Regions from separate parts of the Mus musculus genome. Here regions 1, 2, 3, 4 and 5 are each linked to region 6. A link is a contact called in public HiChIP or PLAC-seq data. All regions are on one chromosome and are shown on one strand. Each heading gives the region's core, a stretch centred on a gene start, on an enhancer-like site or on the middle of the called end of the contact. The rest is flanking DNA. Distances are from core to core; before and after follow the strand shown.

The links. HiChIP or PLAC-seq counts read pairs in DNA pulled down with a chosen protein or histone mark.
Region 1: a contact with region 6 is called in an H3K27ac HiChIP or PLAC-seq map of embryonic stem cells, with 26 read pairs. The contact joins two enhancer-like sites. A contact is called at or near these places in 2 of 15 datasets of contacts at CTCF or cohesin (CD8 T cells and pro-B cells), 24 of 484 Hi-C or Micro-C datasets (the Ba/F3 cell line, DN3 thymocytes, ECoMG myeloid progenitors and 12 more), 11 of 115 datasets of contacts at active chromatin or transcription factors (bone marrow-derived dendritic cells, a colorectal cancer cell line, embryonic stem cells and 1 more) and 3 of 9 other capture datasets (adipose tissue, liver and pancreatic islet).
Region 2: an H3K27ac HiChIP or PLAC-seq map of embryonic stem cells shows a contact between it and region 6, with 9 read pairs. The contact joins two enhancer-like sites. A contact is called at or near these places in 4 of 115 datasets of contacts at active chromatin or transcription factors (embryonic stem cells and pancreatic cancer cells) and 2 of 9 other capture datasets (adipose tissue and liver).
Region 3: an H3K27ac HiChIP or PLAC-seq map of embryonic stem cells shows a contact between it and region 6, with 3 times the contacts expected there. The contact joins the promoter of B3gnt5 here to the enhancer-like site in region 6. A contact is called at or near these places in 4 of 39 promoter capture datasets (the 3T3-L1 cell line, cranial neural crest, pre-B cells and 1 more), 9 of 115 datasets of contacts at active chromatin or transcription factors (the 230-238 cell line, embryonic limb bud, embryonic stem cells and 2 more) and 2 of 9 other capture datasets (adipose tissue and embryonic stem cells).
Region 4: a contact with region 6 is called in an H3K4me3 HiChIP or PLAC-seq map of embryonic stem cells, with 3 times the contacts expected there. The contact joins the promoter of Camk2n2 here to the enhancer-like site in region 6. A contact is called at or near these places in 5 of 39 promoter capture datasets (3T3-L1-derived adipocytes, the C10 cell line, the SN4741 cell line and 2 more), 3 of 484 Hi-C or Micro-C datasets (the HPC-7 cell line and embryonic stem cells), 4 of 115 datasets of contacts at active chromatin or transcription factors (the SCID.adh cell line, T-cell acute lymphoblastic leukemia and embryonic stem cells) and 2 of 9 other capture datasets (adipose tissue and liver).
Region 5: an H3K27ac HiChIP or PLAC-seq map of embryonic stem cells shows a contact between it and region 6, with 5 read pairs. The contact joins two enhancer-like sites. A contact is called at or near these places in 5 of 39 promoter capture datasets (the C10 cell line, liver, pre-B cells and 1 more), 1 of 15 datasets of contacts at CTCF or cohesin (large pre-B cells), 1 of 484 Hi-C or Micro-C datasets (cardiomyocytes), 3 of 115 datasets of contacts at active chromatin or transcription factors (bone marrow-derived dendritic cells and embryonic stem cells) and 1 of 9 other capture datasets (pancreatic islet).

Annotation. Positions count from the first base shown.
Region 1 is chr16:20,473,712-20,476,868 of GRCm38.p6, reverse strand. No RefSeq gene overlaps it. Among named protein-coding and RNA genes, the nearest start is that of Gm41432, 18 kb to the right of the region's middle. Within about 2 kb of position 1,253, at least 24 of the 459 cell types and tissues checked have an H3K27ac peak or open chromatin away from gene starts, as enhancers often do. A contact at or near this core is called in embryonic stem cells, where this site is marked.
Region 2 is chr16:20,452,615-20,456,068 of GRCm38.p6, reverse strand. No RefSeq gene overlaps it. Among named protein-coding and RNA genes, the nearest start is that of Gm41432, 3.2 kb to the left of the region's middle. Within about 2 kb of position 2,003, at least 18 of the 459 cell types and tissues checked have an H3K27ac peak or open chromatin away from gene starts, as enhancers often do. A contact at or near this core is called in embryonic stem cells, where this site is marked.
Region 3 is chr16:19,758,852-19,761,892 of GRCm38.p6, reverse strand. B3gnt5 (UDP-GlcNAc:betaGal beta-1,3-N-acetylglucosaminyltransferase 5) reads right to left here and starts at 1,659. Exons shown (of 4, transcript NM_054052.3): 1 at 1,416-1,659; 2 at 1,066-1,252.
Region 4 is chr16:20,619,994-20,623,303 of GRCm38.p6, reverse strand. It overlaps Camk2n2 (calcium/calmodulin-dependent protein kinase II inhibitor 2), which reads left to right and starts at 2,026. Exons shown (of 2, transcript NM_028420.2): 1 at 2,026-2,278; 2 at 3,061-3,310. The coding sequence starts at 2,110. The coding sequence ends at 3,131. All of the region lies in intron 2 of Eef1akmt4-ece2 (Eef1akmt4-Ece2 readthrough), which reads right to left.
Region 5 is chr16:19,864,089-19,867,341 of GRCm38.p6, reverse strand. No RefSeq gene overlaps it. Among named protein-coding and RNA genes, the nearest start is that of A930003A15Rik, 19 kb to the left of the region's middle. Within about 2 kb of position 1,876, at least 3 of the 459 cell types and tissues checked have an H3K27ac peak or open chromatin away from gene starts, as enhancers often do. A contact at or near this core is called in embryonic stem cells, where this site is marked.
Region 6 is chr16:20,190,285-20,193,601 of GRCm38.p6, reverse strand. It overlaps Yeats2 (YEATS domain containing 2), which reads right to left. Exons shown (of 31, transcript NM_001145930.1): 13 at 3,113-3,216; 14 at 336-443. Among named protein-coding and RNA genes, the nearest start is that of Gm41431, 45 kb to the left of the region's middle. Within about 2 kb of position 1,906, at least 52 of the 459 cell types and tissues checked have an H3K27ac peak or open chromatin away from gene starts, as enhancers often do. A contact at or near this core is called in the HPC-7 cell line and embryonic stem cells, where this site is marked.

The DNA of each region.
Region 1 (3,157 bases), core at 4-2,503, 280 kb before region 6:
AAAAAAATGGCCGTAAGGCACCAGCTCCAGGAACAGACCGTAAGTCCCAGAAACTAGGCCATAAAAGACCAGCTCCAGAGATAGACCATAAAATTCAGAACAAAATCACAAAGCCCCCTCCCAAATAACAGCCCGGGGATAATCACAAAATGGGAAACTATCTTATCTCAGAATGGGCCAACTGTGCTGGGCAGCCTTATCTCATCCTATGGTTAAACATTCATGACATAGGAATGCGGGCCACTGACCCCCTATGACTCCCTAGCACCCACCAGTGAAGTTTTAGATTACCCAGTCCTTCTAGAGAGTTCCCCCAGTTCCCTACAAGAAGGTCTTCACGCCTTTGTCTGGGGTCCCCATTTCAAAAAATGGTTGACTCCCACAACATACTGGTTGTTTCTACAGATTAAACGTCTTTCTTTCTTTTTTTTTTTTTTTTTTTTTTTGGTTTTTTTGAGACAGGGTTTCTCTGTGTAGCCCTGGCTGTCCTGGAACTCACTCTGTAGACCAGGCTGGCCTCGAACTCAGAAATCCACCTGCCTCTGCCTCCCAAGTGCTGGGATTAAAGGCATGCACCACCACGCCCGGCCTAAATGTCTTTCTTTTTGCATTCTGAGTCTGGAGTCTTCTTTCATCAATTTTGGACCCTTATACTCAAGGTCCCAGACTTAATTCCTCATACTAGGGAAAAAAAAATCCCTTCAGGATATTTAGTGTTAAAAGACTCAGCACACCCTTTCACGGTCACTAGAATTCACTAATTTATCAAGCAGTTCTAGATAGATCCTGCACTGTCTTTCTCATTAGCCTCAGTATCCTTCTGGGGTATTGTAGAAAGGACAGGATAGGAGGTAAATGTTTCCTGAAAAAGAAATGGCAGCAATTCCACCCCCACCCCCATGCCTTCCTACCCTGCAGGAAAATTAATTTCTACAAAACCCACCCTGAACCAAAGTGATTTTGTAAATATAGGACAGGTGTGGTAAGTTATTTCTCCACCAGTGAAATGAGCCAACTCAAGCCAGATTAAAATACATAAAGAAAGCCAGATTTATTGTCATGAGGAGGGAGAAGAAGAGAGGGGGGAGAGAAAGAGAGAAAGAGCTCCCACAGACAGAGAGAAGGAAAAGAGGATGAGGGGGAGGAGGAAGAGGAGGAAGAAGAAGAGACAAAGTGTCTGGATTATATAGTATATAGGGAAGAGCCTCTGGGGGAAGGGCAGTTCAGCCCCTAGGCTGGAAGTTCAGGGTTGGGGGCAGGGTATGCCAGGTAGGGCCTAAGGGATGCTGGGAGAACCTGCAGGCCAGGTCTGCTTTGGTATGTGAACTATGCACCTCAAGTCTTTGTCCTGGGGTCTGAAACCAAACACAGGTGAGAGCCTGAGTGTGTAACCAACACAAAGTAAGGACTGAAAGAAAGCCTTCTACTTATTGCTTGAACAGGGTCTTTGCCCTGATGCCGTTTCTCTGTGGTCTCTTTCTCTGGTCCATTCTTTACATACCCATCTCTTCCACAATGCTTAAGGCTTGTTATCAACTAGGGTGTTGTGTCCATTTAGGAAGCATTCTCGAACCCCAAAAGACAACCAAGGAGCCAGTTCTGATGCAATCACACTACTGTCTTTAATCAAGCTGGAGCTTCGGATCGCCATTACTGAAGAAGCAGAACGGGAGGGCAAAGTCCTGGCCCCAGTTTCAAGCAAGCTTTTTTCGAGGCAAGCAAACGGGGAAGCTTGGTGCACATCTGACTGGGGGGCTATTATGGAATTTGCTGCCCTTTAAAAAGATTGGCTGGTGCTGGGAGGCAAACCATAAACTTAACTTTTGCTCTCTTCCTGATTGGTGGTTGCTAAGGAGTGACTTGGAAACTAGTGCTAGCTTCAGGCTTGGTGGTTAACTCGAGTTCAGTCTTAGGTCAGGTTCTCTAAGATGGAGCCTGAAACCAAGATGGAGTTAGTCTGATCTCTCAGGGTAACAGATAATCCCTCGCGGAAGTCATGTATCTGCTCCTTTTATTGCAGATGGATTCTCTGCTCTCTGCGATTAGTAACACTTGAAGGCATGTGGGTATTTTTATTTATTTATCCATCCATGTGTTTATTTATTTAGTTATTGAGATGGAGTTTCGCTATGTAGCCCAATCTTGCTATCAAATTTTTTTTCTTTTTTTTTAGATTTTTTTCGAGACAGGGTTTCTCTGTGTAGTCCTGGTTGTCCTGGAACTCACTCTATAGACCAGGCTGGCCTCGAACTCAGAAATCCACCTGCCTCTGCCTCCCGACTGCTGGGATTGAAGGCGTGCGCCACCACGCCCTGCTCTTGCTATCGACTTTATATTCTACTGCCTCAGCTGTTTGTGAGCTGGTGCCAGTTTTTCTAATCTGTGACTGTCATTGAATAGATAAAAGACCAAGGGAAAGAGAGACTGCCTTGGCCTTGCTAGGCATGGAATGACAAGGTTCCTGTCCCTGGAACAGGGCCAACTGGGCATGGGCCTCCCTCCATGAGTGTTGATGGCTGCGCTTGGTGTAAGGTTTGTTTGTATAATAATGTACATATTTTTATGTTCCTCCTTCAAGAAATGACCTCCCTGTTAACATTAACGACTCTGAGATGATCAGGGACAGCACGAGTCTGGGAGGCCAATGTGTGGCTAAAGTCTCAGCAAAATGGTAAATGCGGGGACCTTCAGGACAGCCCTTAAGGCAGTGGAAAAGAACTATAAAAACATGAGCTTGAAAAGATAAAATTTCTTTTTTCTTTTTTTTTTAGCTATGCAAAATATGAAAATGCAATATGAATTATATGGGGGGGCTTCACAGATCTAAAGGAACAGAGGCAACTATACTATGAGCCAGCTTGTCCGAAAGCTACTGTCAATCAAGGGGCTAAGGTCATGGAATGCTGATTCTTGAGATGGGCATTCATGGAATAAATAACTCAATTGATATGTAAATAAAAGTCTGGGCTGTGGTCTGCTTGAGGTGAGTTAGCACAGAGTGATAGTAGTTCTTCTTTTTTTTTCTTAAGATCTGTTATTTTATTTATTTAATGAATATGACAACAGTGTTGTTGTCTCCAGACACATCAGTTCTCATTACAGATGGTTGTGAGCCACCATGTGGTTGCTGGGAATTGAACTCAGGACCTCTGGAAGA
Region 2 (3,454 bases), core at 754-3,253, 260 kb before region 6:
CTTGGTATGGAGATCTTGAGGCATAGTAGCTCTGAATTCCAGAAGATTAAGACAGGAGTTCAAGGTCATCTGGGATTAAAGGTGTGGTGGCACACACCTTAATCTGGGCTACACCTTCTGCTGGAGACCTACATAAGGGCATTGGAAGAAGGAAGACTCTCTCTCTCCTTTGGCTGCTTGCTGTGTGGGACTGAGCAACTGCTAGATCCTTGGACTTTCATTCACAGCTGCTGCTGACCATTGTTGGGAGTTGGACTTCAGACTGTAAGTCATCAACAAATTCCTTTACTATATAGAGACTACCCTTAAGTTCTGTGACTCTAGAGAACCCTAATACAACAGGCAAATATGTATAGACACATATACATTCAAATATTCATATACCCACACTGTCCGGGCCTGACAGTCTGTCACAAGTATTCACGCATGCTTACATACACATATAACACTATATGTGTCCGGGCCTGCATGCTTACATACATACACATATGGTTACACACAAACATATAAACAAATATATACATTTGAATGGATGAATGAATGGGGCAAACCTCTCTAAGCCAAACCATTCAACCAACCACCAACCACTTTATTTTTTTTCAGTGGTCTTCTTATACTTTTTTTTTTTTTTAGTTTTTCAAGACAGGGTTTCTCTGTATCTCTGTATAGCCCTGGCTGTGCTGGAACTCAGAAGTCCATCTGCCTCTTCCTCCCGAGTGCAGGGATTAAAGGTGTGCGCCACCACGTCCGGCTTTTTTTTTAGATTTATTTTTATATGTATATATATATATACACACACACATATATATATATACATATATAAAATGTATAATACATATATATGTGTATGTATATGTATATACACACATATAAAATGTATTTATTTATATATATATACACACACACATATATACATATATAAAATTTATAATACATATATACACACATATATACATATGTATATACATATACATACATGTATATATGTGTATATACATATATATGTATAATTATAATACATATATACACATATAAAATTTATTTTTATATGTATATATAATAACAACTATATATAATTATATTATATAGTACTATTACATATATATATATTATTATATGTAAGCACACTGTAGCTGTCTTCAGACACTCCAGAAGAGGGCATCAGATCTCCTTATGGATAGTTGTGAACCACCATGTGGTTGCTGGGATTTAAACTCCTTCAGCACGCCTTTAATCCCAGCACTCGGGAGGCAGAGGCAGGTGGATCTCTTGAGTTCTGAGTTCGAGGCCAGCCTGGTCTACAAAGTGAGTTCCAGGACAGCCAGGGCAATACAGAGAAACCCTGTCTTGAAAAAAAACAAAAAAACAAAAAAACAAAACAAAAAAAAAAAAAAAAACTCCTTCAGAAGAGCAATTGGGTGCTCTTACCGGCTGAGCCATCTCACCAGCCCTTCTTAAATCTTCTTAGACAAATATTTCTTTAGATAATTAACTCAGAGATAAAATGTTGTGGGTGGGCCTGGTGCTGTTTGTATGCTAATTCCACTCTCCTGGGAGGGGTTTTGGACAAGGAGTGAGTCACATGTACACAGATGGCTTCTTGTGAACCAATCCCCTAATGAATAAAGGAGCCAATTACTGGGCGAGTAGGAGGGACTTCTGGGTTAGCAGGAGGAAGCAGGAGAAAGTTAGGCCTTTTTGGAATGGGGAAGGCATGAGACTAAGTTGTAGCTGCTAGAGTTTCCCAGAATCATGGCTGATCCACAAGGATTTGCCACTGGAGGAATCAGATTTTAATAAGATTTACAAGATTAGGATTTAGTTGTTGCGCCCAGAGATTGAGTTACCGTCGTTTCTGAACTAAGTTTGTGTTGCGTTTTCCTTCATGTGGTGGCTTGTTTGGGTTCAAAAGAGAAAGGTAGGATGGCAAAGCATGGGTTTGCCTAAGGTACACCACAAAGGCCATGGGGGAGGTGTGGTAGTGACCTGTCAGTGGGTACCTAGCAAGTTGAGTGGAGACCTTTCCGGAGCTCCGGGCCAGAGAGTCTCCATGAGATAAAAACAGGCTGGCCATTGCCTGCCAGTGCCTCTGGGGCAGAGGCACAAGTGTGGGTACGTGCCGGGTTGTTTTTTTTTAATATTTATGGCATCAATAAAATGTTACATAGAATGGGAGTTACAGAAGAACGTTGATATTAAGTTCAATGCTCATTATAAGTTCAAAGCAACTGTTTTTACATGGCCGTGCGTTATCATAGTGCACACTTGTGACCTTTATCCTTAGGTCTAAAAGTTTTTTCCTTGAACACAAAATTGTCCAAAGACTATTTCTCTTTTTAGTGTGATTATGAAAGTTCATTGTATTTCTTATTATGCAGCCTTTACTTACTATTCTGATGAGTGGGCACATTCTATTCTAGATTCTAACTTTATTATATCTTTCTAGCAACTAAGTCCATCTCTAAAAACTTCCTTCCTAAAATTATTTGAATCAAATCAGGAATTCTATAGAATTATTATCTATTTGTCTATATAGCACCACTACAAGATATCTTCATTGTTCTGTAAAGATCTGCTCAAAGGGGTGGGCTAATACTTAGTGATAGTTATATATTTAATAATAATAGGAGAAGCATATTAGTAGCAGGAGTCCTTCCTAAAATGAATTTCTCATGAGCCTTGCCTATCAGAGCAAATCTGTTGTGGATTCTAATCCAAGTTGGACTCATCTCAGGAAAATCACCTGTTAGTTATTAGCTTCTCCTATGATGGCTCTTGACAAACAAACCAGAATAGGGCAAAAACAAACAGAAGAAAAAGAGCCAAAGAAAAAACACAAGAAACACATTTAGACACAAAGACACACATGTTCACACTCACAGAACTCCTATAAAACACAACACTGGAAACCATCATATATATGAAAAAGACATGTAAGGAAGTCTAGACAAAGCATTATGAGACCAGGAACCTCCAAAAATACCAATAAGTTTGTTTTATGTTGGCCATCTGCTGCTGGGACTTCCCTTAAGTGCAGTTTGTGTACCTAATGGGACTCCATTAGAGAAAACTAATTTTTCCTTTGTGAACAGTTAGCTTCTGGGTTAGGAATGAGGTTTGTGTCCATTCTCTCGGCATTGGGGTCTCATCTGTGTCTGACCCATCAGGACCCTATACCACATCCTCTGTGAGTCAGAAGGTATCTTAAGTGTTCAGCCTCATTTTATCTTCTCCTTTCTTATTCATCTCTTCCTTTTTCTCAAATTCTTATCCCTTCTTCATTTAACTATAATATCCCATAGCTCTAATAATTTCTAACATCCGTGGATCCTAAAGTATCCAGACTTCTAGTTACTTTAACCACTTCAATCTTTTTCTTATAAACATTGATAGAGTACTTAGCCCTTATCCTTATCCACCCTATTGTTCTCCCAATCCTAACCTTATTCACTGA
Region 3 (3,041 bases), core at 410-2,909, 430 kb after region 6:
GGGCCAGTTTCACTTTCTCATATACCACTTCCTGGCATCTCTGCCCCTGGGGACCAGACTGTTTCCCAAAATAAAGGCACAGAGGAGCAAATCTAATTTTAATGAATGTACTTTCACCAGAAAGTTAGCCTAAAAATTAGCTCTACCACCACTGACTACCTTGTGATGGCATCTGTGTCCCTGTAACATGACCCATAACCTAAGAAAACCATTACTGCTGTAAAGAATGTGAATCAAAAGCTGTTACTTTTATCTACGGGTATCTGAACAATCACTTTACTAGTATATTAAAGAAAATGGGAGTAAACAGGAGATTCTCATTAGAAAGATCTTTTCCCAATTTCTCCTACCCGCCTGCTTTCCCGTTTTCTTTTCTTTTTTCTTTTCCAGCTAGCAGCTATTCCAAAGAGCCGGTCAGCTCCCTCACGTGCAAGCTACCCTAGGCGGTCAGCCCGAATTCAATCCAGCATTGATAAATCTCAGGACCCAGACTGAAGATGCGCCAAGGCTGGACCTGGCTTCGCGACACCACAGCCACCTCTCCCCATTGGCATTCCGGGTAAATCCGGTGCTCTGGACCCCGCGGGTCGGATCGTACCTGCGGCACAAAAGCGGCAGCTAGGCCTAGGGTGGTCGCCGCCCAGCGCTCGCGCCCACCAGGCCGCAGTGAACAAAGGCGCTCGCCGAGGGAACTCTCCCTTCTTCGCTGCACCTCCGGACCGGGAAGCCCCGGCTCGCAACGAAGAGCCGTCTGTCTTCCTGACCATTCCACCCTGATGCCCCCGGGCCGCCCGTGTGGACTACCCTCTGCACCCCTTCCCGCCTCCCGGTCGGGTCCGGGCTAGAGGAGGGGAAGCTAGAGGTGGGGCGGGTCCCGGGACTCTCAGCTAGCAGCCTCGGGGAGAACCTCAGAGCCGGCACAAAGCTAGCCCAGCCAGAGACTTAGACTCTGCAGGGGCTTCGAGAGTGCCCGGTCTAAAGCAGACTGCGAAGCCACGCTCCCCGACAGAGGGACCTTGGCTCACAGTAGGATGCAGCGGGCACTTTGGGTGGGCAGTGACTGACCTTTCATCCAGGAGCGGCGTTGGTTAAGACTGGAGACCCATTCATCCAAACCACGTTTCAGTTAGTCATTTCCGAGCTGAAGGTTTTGAGTGGACAGCGGTTCTCCCATCGTCTCGTAGTTTCCTAGCAAACCCTAAGAGCCCGCCGGTCTTCTGTCAGGACACTTAGGACTTGAGCTCCTGGGAGCCTAAGTAACAAAGAAAGGAAACGCACATTTATTTGAAGCGAAGACTGCACGCCTTATGACTGCACAGCAACAGTTCGTTTTAAAAGCAGACCCTTCCCCTGTGTTCAGCCTCCCCATTGATTTACATTCCAACCCAGGGAATTTCAAGCATTGTAAAACTCACCGAGGAACCCAAGTCCTTAAATGTCCCAGAGGTCCGCTGTCCTCCTAGAAGCCCTGGGGGAAAAGTCTCAAGAACAAAAGTTGCAAACTAAATTTCGGTTGTAAGCGAGGAAGCTAGGGCAGGGCTCCAAGAGAGACCCCGCTGGAGCCGGCTAGAGCCGGCTGAGAGGGGCGGGCCTGATTAAGGGTCTTGGCTCACTCAGGCTGGGGCGCAGCCGCAGGAGCCTCCAGCTGCTTATTTGGTCACTCCACTCCAGGCTTCCTCGGGAATGCTCAGCCCCGCCCCTCCCCTACCCCGGTCTGTGAAGGTGACGTGCCCCGCCCTAAAGTGCTATCTGTGAGGACTCCAGGAAGCGATTGCCTCACTTGTTTGCTAATAACTAAACTATAGATTCAGAAGACCAAATGTGCACCTGAGCCCAAAGGAAAGTTCTTGTTCGGCCTGTAACCAGACATTATCAGGATAGTGTAGACATCAGCTGAAGGAGCAAGTAAATAAATCTTTTTTTTTTTTTTTTTTTGTAGCTAATTGCTTGCTTAAAAAAATGCTGTTCTAGACTTTTCCTTATAGAAGCATTCAATAGAGCTCCTATTTTGAGCAGTTTTGTAGTTATACATACTGAAAACAGGACAAGAAAAAAAATCCAAAAATGTCAAGTCCAAATATGGGTTTGTAATTGTAAAAGTCAGTAAGTTCAAAGTAGTTGCTGAATCAGTTTAAAACACACTTGTTATTTCAAACTCTAGTTTTAGGAGATTTTGCAACTGCATTTTAAAAGCCCTTCAGCGTATTTCCAATCCTGAAATTCTTTTCATGTGTTACTCACACAAGGCATGGTTCGCTGTTAACTCACCTGTCCAGAAGACCACAAGCAGAAATACTAATGTAATGGGACTCCTAATGGAGTCTGACAGTGATCTATAAAGAGGAGCATTCATTGTTCCTACAGGGTTAATCACCCCCCAATTATCTTCTTAAATCCTGACTAATCCTTTATATGGTCCTCCCTAAAACACATGTGTATTTTGTATTCACATACATATATTCAAGTGGGACTTTGTTCCTTTTCGGTCATTTGGAACTAGTTACATGTGTCAGTTTATATAGGTAGGCACATGGGAAATATGAACTGATGAGAAAATATACACACACACACACACACACACACACACACACCCCTTTCCAACCTCTATACAAATAGACATGTGGACTAATGATTTTAAAAGTAAACCCATATGGTATCATATGCCTGTAATCTCAGCACTCAGAATGATTTTCATGAGTTCAAAGGCAGCCTTGATCACATAGTGAGTATCAGGTTAGCCTAGGGATACATATAATACTGCTGCTGCTGCTGCTGCTGCTACTACTACTACTACTACTACTACTACTACTACTACTACTACTAAAAATCCAGAGTAGAAAAATTAGTGAGCTGTAGAGTTGGGGTGGGAGGGGTAATGGTTAAAGAACCTGAGGCTAAGAGATGAGGAAGGGCAAAGAGGCCCAGAATGACCTCTCTGGGCCCAGACAGATATATGTATGTATGACAGGCCCATGATGTATGATGTTACACACACACACACACACACACACACACACACACACACGCACACACAGACACAG
Region 4 (3,310 bases), core at 777-3,276, 430 kb before region 6:
CTCAGAGAGATCACATGACACACTTATTGGGAAGATGAAGAGTATACTGCTAAGATTTTGGTGGCTTTATTTTTCTAAAGTTATATAAGTAGCAATGATTTTTGTTTGTTTTTGGACAAGGTCTCATTATGTAGCCCTGAACTTACTGTGTAGATGCAGCTGGCCTCAGACTCACAGAGATCAGCCTGACTGATCACAGAGATGAATGGCCAACTCCACCAGGACCAACACAAATGATTTTTAAAAACACGATTATTGGGCCTTCAATTCAAGGTCATTCAGAAAATGGCAGATTCTGGATTGAAAGTCATAGCTGTGCAACTTCCAGGGGAAGGAGGTGTTTTGGACAATCTGATCACCCAGAGTTATTCTGTCCTTCCTTTCAGATGTCAGGGTCAGTCTTTCTCACCCCAGGGCTCAGTTGGGGACCATTCCTCCCAGCCAAAAAGATGGCGTACAGGAGTGTTAGAAGGAACCCCTGTTAGGCTACACCCCAGAGGTAATCTCAATCACTCCTCTTCCCTATCCCACAGGCCCTGTTCAGAGTCCTGACAGCAGAGACCTTTGCATTAAACACCCGAAGGGAGAAAAATCAGCAACCCAGCAATCTCACTAGCGTGATTTGGCGGGACTAAAGGGAAGGTGTCTTGCTTGGAGCATGGGCAAAAGCAATAGCGTCATTATTGTCTTTACCAGCCCGTCACTGTGAGTGAATGTGAGACACACCCTCCCTCCCAAGGCCAGTGATTGCGCCAGAGCCCTCTCGCGCCAGAGAGCGGGTGACGCTGCAGCTGACTGCTAGCAGGGCAGGGGCGGGGTTTGTGGGGGGGCGGGGGGCGCAAGAGGTGAAAGGAAGTGTGCGTGTTCTTTTCAGGGGAGGGAGAGAACTCTACCCCAGGCCCCAGCAACAAGGGCGGGGGACACCCTGTCCCTGCTGATGCTTATTAGCGCGCGCCTCTTGCTCAGGCACTCCGGGCTTCCCTGCGTCATCCGCATCCAGGGCGCCCGCCGCGACGCTGCCATTCATTTCTCCCACACTGCCAGCTAGAGCAAGCCTCCCAGGCTGAGGGAACCGCGTGGAGCGACTGGCGCTTTGAGTCTGGATTTTGGCGCCAACAGCGGTCCTAGGGTTTGTGGGGAGTCTATTCTGGCGCGCGCTGCGGTTGCAGTGTTTAAGATCCTTCCCCTGAAAGGCCGCAACGCAGTCTCGGGGGACAGACCCAGTGGTACTCATACAGGGACCAGGTATGCAGACAGATACAGAAATTCAAAACTAGCACACAGAGACCAAGATCAGATACACAGAGGTAGACTGACAGATGCTCAGACAGTCGAATACAAATTGGCCAACTGATGGAGACCTACGCGCAACCAGGATACAGGAACGCGCCAAGCACGGTGGCACCACCCCCAGGCCCGAGCTCTTCCCGCGCTCCAGTCGGATGGTTCCTTCCCCTCTCTCTACGCGTAGTTGGCCCTTTCCCGGTCGCGTTTCAGAGCCCAGGGCTGTGTTCACAGCCAGCCTGGCCGTCGCCTTCTGGGGCCCCGCCGCGCCCCCAGCTTTTGGCGCTCAGTTCTCTGTTGCTCTCCCCTAACCGCGGGTGCCGTCACTCCCCTTCTCCCCTAAGCACTCGGCTAGCCGCTCCCGCCTAGCTGTCGCCTGCACCGGCCGCTGCGGTTCCCCCGGGCCCACGTGGCGGCCATTCCCGGCCACCTCGCGGGAACCTCCCACGGCCGCGCGTTCCACTCCAGGGATCACCGGACTCCCTCGAACCGCTGGGCCCCGCCTCTTTCCGCTGGCCGGTTCCCGCCCCGCCTCCACCGCGCCCCGCCCGCCGTTCTCTGCCGCAGTCGGGCGCTCATCGTCATTCCGCTCTCGCCGCCGCCGCCGCCCCCGCCCCGCCCCCGCCCGGTCCCCGCCGCTGCCGCCGCCGCCTGCCCAGCGGCCCGGGAGGCGGAGGCGCGGGGGAGGAGGCCCCGCTCGGCTCCGCAGTCCCGGATGCTGTATGACTTCATCCTTCCGCCGGCTCCCCTGCTGAGCTAGGGCCGGTCCGGCAGCTAGCCTCTGCCCGTGCCCCGCCGCAGTCCCTAGCCCGCCCGGTGCCCGCCATGTCCGAGATCCTACCCTACGGTGAGGACAAGATGGGCCGCTTCGGCGCAGACCCCGAAGGTTCCGACCTCTCTTTCAGCTGCCGCCTGCAGGACACCAACTCCTTCTTCGCTGGCAACCAGGCCAAGCGGCCCCCCAAGCTGGGCCAGATCGGCCGAGCCAAGAGAGGTACGCGGCCCGGGCCCGGAGTCGCCGCCTGACCCAGAAACCCTTCGCCTGGCGTCCCCAGGCTGCCGTTCCCCGTCAAGTGGCAGCTGCTCTTGCCGCAGACCAGCGCAGCCAGCTGCGTACCCGCCCGGGGTGGGGAGGGTCCCTGCTGTGGAGTTGTCCCATTCTTTCCCTCTCCCGGGAATACTGTGTCCCGGATTCGAAGCTCTCCACTTCTGGAAAAAGAGCCCCGGCTCCTGGTCAAGGGGGAGGGGCCGCTTAGGGTATTTGGGGCTGCTTGGCACTGGGAACACAAGGTGGTGGGCCAATTCCTTGGGCTGAGATGAGTAGGTGGATGTTACTGGAGGGCACCGAGGCCAGGGGTTCGGTCGTCTTGATTGTTTGTATTGGGAGGGGACTCAGGAAGGCACTATCAAAACAGGGATTCAGGTAGAGGAAAGGGTTACACCAGGTGACAGTTTCATCTGAGCTCAGTTCGAGGAGGGGGTTGTGTCGAAGGCAGAGGTTTCTGGTCGGCTTAGATGGAGGAAGGCTCAGGTGACGGGAGGGTTCGCATTGGGAGTCTTCGGAAGAGGGGTGTTCCCACATAGGGAGGTTTGGGTGCCAGGCTTGGTAGCAGGTAGGGTCCGCGGGAGAGTTCGGGTAGGGAGGGCATAGGGTTTTGAGCCGTGTCGCGGAAACACAGGCAGTAGAGTAGATCTGCGCGGGGCTTGAGGACACCGGCCCCACTGTCGCCGCCGCCCCCCGAGACCGCGCGGCTGATGCGCTTTCTCCCTGCGCAGTGGTGATCGAGGATGACCGGATAGACGACGTGCTGAAGGGGATGGGGGAGAAGCCTCCGTCCGGAGTGTAGACGCGCCGGCTCTGGCGGCGGGCTCCGGGCCCAGCCCCGCAGCGGCCAGGAGCACGGGCCGGCGATGCGGCTGCCGGCGCACCCCCGCCCGGGGCCGAGGTGCCTACGGGCGGGGGCTGCAGGGCCACGCCGCCACGGGGTCAGTGTTGCTACCGCCGCTGCCAGGCGCTCCGGAGCTG
Region 5 (3,253 bases), core at 627-3,126, 330 kb after region 6:
TTAAGGCTTTTGAGTTCAGACCAACTTAAGTGCAAGTCCTTCCTTGTTCTGTTTAACCTGGGACAAACTATTTCAAGGTGTGTGTGTGTGTGTGTGTGTGTGTGTGTGTGTGTGTGTTTTAAGTTGAATATTTTATTTATTTATTTACATTTCAAAACCTTTCCAGGTTTTCCCTCTGCAAACTCCCTTCCATCCCCCATTACCCTGCTTCTATGAGGGTGCTTCTCCACCCACCCACTCCTGCCTCATTGCCCTAGCATTCCTCTACACTGGGGCATTAAGCCTTCACAGGACCAAAGGCCTCCCCTCCCATTGATGCTAGATAAGGCTCCTTCAGCCCCTTCAGTCCTTCCCCTTACTCCTCCACTGGGGTCCCTGTGCTCAGTCCGATGGTTGGCTGAGAGCCTCCACAACTGTATTGGTCAGGATCTGGCAGAGCCTCTCAGGGGACAGCTGTATCAGGGTCCTTTCAGCAAGCACTTTTTGGCATCAGCAATAGTGTCTGGGTTTGGTGTCTGCATGTGGGATGGATGCCCAGGTGGGGCAGTCTTTGGATGGTTTTTCCTTCAGTCTCTACTCCACTCTTTGTCCCTGTATTTCCTTTAGACAGGAGCAATTCTGGGTTAAAATGGGTGGGTGGCTCCATCCCTCAACTTGGGGGGCCATGTCTAACTGGATATGGTCTTGACAGGTTTTCCCTCCCCTTTGTGGGGTATTTCAGGTAATGTGGGGTCCTGGGAGGCTCTTGCTTTCCTGGTATCTGGAACTTTCTGGTTGCTACCCCAGTTGTTTCCCCCAACCCCCATTGCTACACACCTCTGTTCAATTTCCTGACCCTTTGTACATCTCTTTCATCTCCTCCTGTACCTGATTCTGATCCCCTCTTATCTTCCTCCCAAGTCCTCCCAACCCTCTACTTCCCTTGATTGTTTTCTTCCCCCTTCTAAGTAGGACTGAAGCACCCACTCAAGATGTTTTAACGTTTAAGACAATGCATAAATGTAGCCACCAGTGGCCATGAGTTCCTGGGTTCCTGAAAGGAAAGCTGGGGATGGATGGGAAGGACAGTGAGAAATAATGAGCCAAGACAAAGTTCTTTGATCAAGGCTCAACTTTAACTCAAGTCTGAATTTTTAAAGGGAAGAAACTCATCCTCTACTTTGCCAGGATCTCATCAGGAAAACAAACTCAGCTGCTCAGCAGGTAGTGGTTTCTTGCAGGAAGCTACAGATGTGGCAGGACAATAGACTGCACCTAGGTTAGAAGACTCCACCCTAGGTGGGCTAGCAGACTGTGGCAAAACAAGGTCTGATTCAGCCTGCTCAAGGCTGGGGGGAGGGCACACTTCATTCCTTTTTATTTATTAAAAATTAGCTAGACTGGGATATAAGATTTACTTATGCTTCATGATCCTGCCTGGGAATTATGGTGGCTGGTGGCCTTGCCTGGCTTAGGACTGAGCCTAGACTCTTTCTTACCCATCCCAGAGGCCATGCACAGCTTGCTTGCTTGTGTTTATTTGCACAAACACGGCCTTTTAGTATTTATTATAAACAAACATAGCCTCTTGGCACATGCCTCTGTTTTAGGTTGATAAGAGTCATAGAATCATCAGTTGCCCATCTTTGACTGCCAGCCCTCATAGCACATCTTTTTCCCATTCAGACCAAAGTCAGAATACGTACTCAATGCATTTCTTCATACCGATGAATAACTGTCATAACCGAGCTTTGCTGAAGGCAAGCCTGTATGGAGGTAACCGATCTGCTTGAAATACAAAGTCAAAAGTTAAAAGCAACAGGATTAAGGTTGTCTATGGGGTTGTACCAAGCACTCAATTCAGTTGTAAATTAGCAACGTTCAAACACAAGGCCTGGCCTCCCAGTGTGGGGGATGTGGCTTTGAGAATCAACAGAAAAAAACTGTTACTTCTCAGGTATAGTGGAGGTTATGGTCCAAATTAACTGAACTGGCTGATTAAGATTTTTAGCTTGCTTCATAATTGGAATCATACTTACTAGAAGACTCAGGATCTGTGTCCACTTGACCAATTAATCATTCAGGCAGCCATCATGCTCTGTCTTCTTTTTGTGAAAAAACACAAACAGAACCTCTTTTTCATATTAAAACAAGGTCAGAACCACTCCATGTATTAGTTAGGGGGTCCCGCCATTTAACCATGGCATATGAGCTGGAAGTGACTGGATGCCAATGGCAATCTGCTGCAGGCTGACCTTTATCATCAGTTTGCAAAACATTAAAAAAAAAAAAAAGACTAAGACAAGACGTGCTTTTGGTGACCTTGGAGGGTATAATTCCCCCCCCCTTTGTTTTTTTAAAGAAAATATTCTTTTAAAGTTCCCTAATACCTTGTCCTTGAGAAATTATATCTATCTATCTATCTATCTATCTATCTATCTATCTATCTATCTATCTATCTATCTATCTATCTATCTCCATATCCCAGTAACATGGTTAACATTAAATTGTTGACAAAACATCTCAAATGCTTGACTGCAATAGCCAGCTCCATTATCTGTTTTAATCTGATTTGGAACACCAAGCATAGAAAAATAATGAAGGTAACGTCCAATTACATTTTTAGTTGCTTCTCCTGTTAAAGCAGTTGCAACTAGAAAGCCTGAAAAGGTATCAACAGTCACATGTGCATATTTTATTTTTCTAAAGTTAGAAATATGCGTATCCATTTGCAATAACTGATTAAGTATAAGTCCTCGAGAATTAACACCATTGTGTGGTACAGGTAGATACTGAGAACACCGAGAACAAGTCTTTACAATTGGACATGCACATTCTCTACAAATACCAAATTATTATCTCAAGCCGTTACTTGTGGTGATGTAAAGAATGAGATTATATGGCCAATTGTTCTTGTGTAAGGACTATAATCTGCCTGGGATACAAATCTGTTGGGGCACTGCCTTAAGGGGTCTGTCCAGGCAGTCCAGGATGAGTTCTTAAATGTCCAAGAACAGTCCTTTAAAGGAACAGTACTTTCTCTTAACTTGAGTTGGATATGCATAAACAATTGCAAAATTTGAGAATTCACAGTATCTAAAAACCATAACAATCTCCAGCAATTGTAAGCCCTGAGCTATATATATATTGGCTATCAGTATACAAATTAAAAGCTTGATTTTAACACTTTAAAAACAGTGAGTATAGCATGTAGTTCAATTATTTGTGCTGAAGTAGAGGGAAATTCACAAGAATAAACATGTGATCCAATCAC
Region 6 (3,317 bases), core at 657-3,156:
GAGGAGGAAGGACCTACTATGAAACTGTGAATCTAGTCTCTGCAGTGTTAATCAAGTTTGGATACACAGAACGGCTCCATGAAAAAGGTAAAATAATGCTTTAAGAGATACGAGTCCTTAGGCAAATTGTATCTCACTTGATCCCTGCTCTGTCACTTGTCATAGAGACGGGGTAGGAAGGCAGCAAAGAGAGACAAAATAGGCCGTGACCTCTGAACTCCCGTGTCCCTGGAGTCCTAGGACATGGACAGCATTAAATAAGTGGGAGCACATCTCAGAGCTAAGGCCTATTAAAGAGTGGGAAGGCCACAGGTAAGGCTATGACACACACTCACCTTTGTGAAAGCCCCAAGTCCTCCAGTCACAGCTTTGGGGCTCTGCACTTTAGGGTGACTACCAATTGGGCAAAGAGGTGGCATAGATGCGAATAAAGACTCCTCCTGCTGTATGTAAAAACATTACTATATATTATATAACAGGCCCAAACGGATGCTTTCAGATACTCTAGCCACTTAGTACACTTAATACAGTAATATTATCTACTTAATACAAACCTACCACAGCCAGCAACACACACACACACACGACAAAACAAAAACCCACAATGCTAGAGATCTTCTAAGCTTCTATACATTTACTGTAATTTCCTTTTTAAAAGCAAATAAAAAATGAGGTATGCAATTCCATCTGAGCACCAGTAGTAACTCACTGCACAGGAGGCTGACAAAGGAGGACTGTTAGTTCAAGTCTAGCCTGGACTAAACACTGAAACCCTGCCTGAAAAATCAGGAAATCAGCTCAGCAAAAGGCTACTCACCTGTGTCCTGATGGATGTTACAGTCCTATAAGACAGGGTGTCAGGTAGACCAGGTTGGTTTCACTATCTAGCTAAAGAAAACCTTGAACTTCTGATGCTCCTGCCTCTACTTCTCGAGTGCTGGGATTACATGCTTACAACCTCACACTTGTTTTTATGTGGCATTGGGGACGGAACCCAAAGCTCTGTGCATGTAGGAGAAGCACTCTACCAGTGTTGTGTAGCAGTTTCTTGGAGACTGACATGCTCTATCTCCCAGGGAAGTTCCTTAAGGCAAAGGTAAACGTCTCAAAATAGCTGAGCAGATTCACGAGGGCCCCCCTCTCAGAGTAAGCAAGAAAGACAAGGCAAGCTGCAGGAAAGGCCCTGAGATCAGACCAGCAAGGAGGAGAAAAACCAGCAAGGCTGCCTGACTAACATAGTCACTAGGAAAGGATACTCTAACCTACTCCAGGTTTCCTTGCTTCTGTGAGTCAGCACCCTTCCTGGGCTGGGCCTTGGTGAAGCAGCTGTTTTTGAGTCATTTCTGCCCCTGTAAGTAACCCCTCACCCATACTCATGTAAGTAACCTCAATAAAAAACTCATTGGTTTACCACAGTGGACTTTGATCTGTTGTTGGTTCCCTATCTGGAGTGAATAGATATGAGCACTGCATCTCCCTAGGAAGTCTTTTCACACAACACCAACTGATCTTTATGTCCATTCCTAATATTTGATTCTTTATGTATGTCTGATCTTTTGCCAGATGGTAGAGGACAGGGGTTGTATTTGGCTTTATATTCCTAAAGCACAGGCACTAAGTAAGTTATTCTAACAAATAATGGTGATGTTTTAGAGTGTGTGTTTTTTTTCTTTTATACTCTCAACTTGTCTTGAAAAATTCACTCAGTATCTGGAATACAGATAAATGTAAAATGAGTTTCACATTTGGAAAATAAATTTTCCAAAGGAATAAAAAGGATAAGAAAACAATGCTCTAGGCCAAGGTAACCCTGTATCTCAGGAGGGGGAGACAGGACGGTCCCAAGCTCCAGCCTAGACTACAGTGAAAGCTTACCACAAAACAAGCAAACCATCAAAGGAAGGAAGTGGGAATAGAAAATGGAAAGCAACAGCAGAGTGAGATAAAAACCACTGACCTTTGTCTCCACCTCAAAAGACAAAAGCAGATCTCAGAGATAATGTGCCAAAATTGAACTTTAAGGAAAATAATTAAAGTTAAGACTACTACTTGCCTACGAAATGAAATGTCATCAACAAATACTAAAAAATAAATGGTAGAGGTAAGACTTTCAAGGGAGTTACTCCAAGAAAACCTCATTCTGATCAGAAAACCATCTGTGATCCCTGTCAACTAAGTTAGAGGAATGTTAACTGCTGGGGTGGGTACTCACTAAAGCAGATTTGCATCTCAGGGCCACTCAGACAGCAGTCTGCATCTGAAAGGCTTTCAAGTAAGATAACCATCTTGAGAAAACAGGAGCCAAACAGGGAAGTGCTTTGGCCAAATACTGAGCAGACTGTCTTGAGTATGTGAAGAAGTCGGATGCTGTATGGATAGGTGATATTCTGAACTACTCTCTATTTGAAGAGGTTAAGAATTACTTTTTTTTTTTTTTTTTTTTTTAAAGATTTATTTATTTATTATATGTAAGTACATTGTAGCTGTCTTCAGACACTCCAGAAGAGGGAGTCAGATCTCCTTACGGATGGTTGTGAGCCACCATGTGGTTGCTGGGATTTGAACTCTGGACCTTCGAAAGAGCAGTCAGGTGCTCTTACCCACTGAGCCATCTCACCAGCCCAAGAATTACTTTTAAATTAATTAACTAAGGCTGATGTGTGCAAAGGGGACAAGGTTTGCTCCTTGTACCATCAGAAACCATGCTGCCAGGCAAACATTTTTATAGAGAATGTATATGTGTCTGTGTGAGTCTGCACATGTGTGTGCAGTGCCTAAAAAGGCTAGAAGTGGCATTAGATCCTTTGAAGCTGGAGTTACAGGTAGCCGTGAGCTGCTATGTAGCTTCCGGGACCTTTAAGAGCAGCAGGCACTCTGAACAGCTGAGCCATTTCTCCAGCCTCTCAAGGAGTATTTTTAATGAAGTAAGTAAGGCTGCCTCTTCCCGTACTGAGCTTTCAACTAGTACTGGGTAAGCACTTGAGAGATGTGCTGAGCACTGTCTCCTATATCAGGAAGAAAGTGAAGAAGAAATAATCTTCAGGATCAAATGCTGTCTTTGGGTAGCACCCCCGCTGAGCTTGCGCAATATAGTAAAGCAGGGACAGTTTACCTTCACAGTAGATGTCAAAAAACTACTTCCATGAATCTTAGGAATAGGGGACCCTGTTCCTTGGGAAGCCTGAGAGGCCACTGGGAGCTTGCTTGTAGGACTTCCTGATAAGCAAGACAGATATAAAAATTATGTATCAACAAAATAAAGTTTACAAGATATAATTTAAAAATCATTTCCCCCATTCTTTGTTTCCAATTATTTA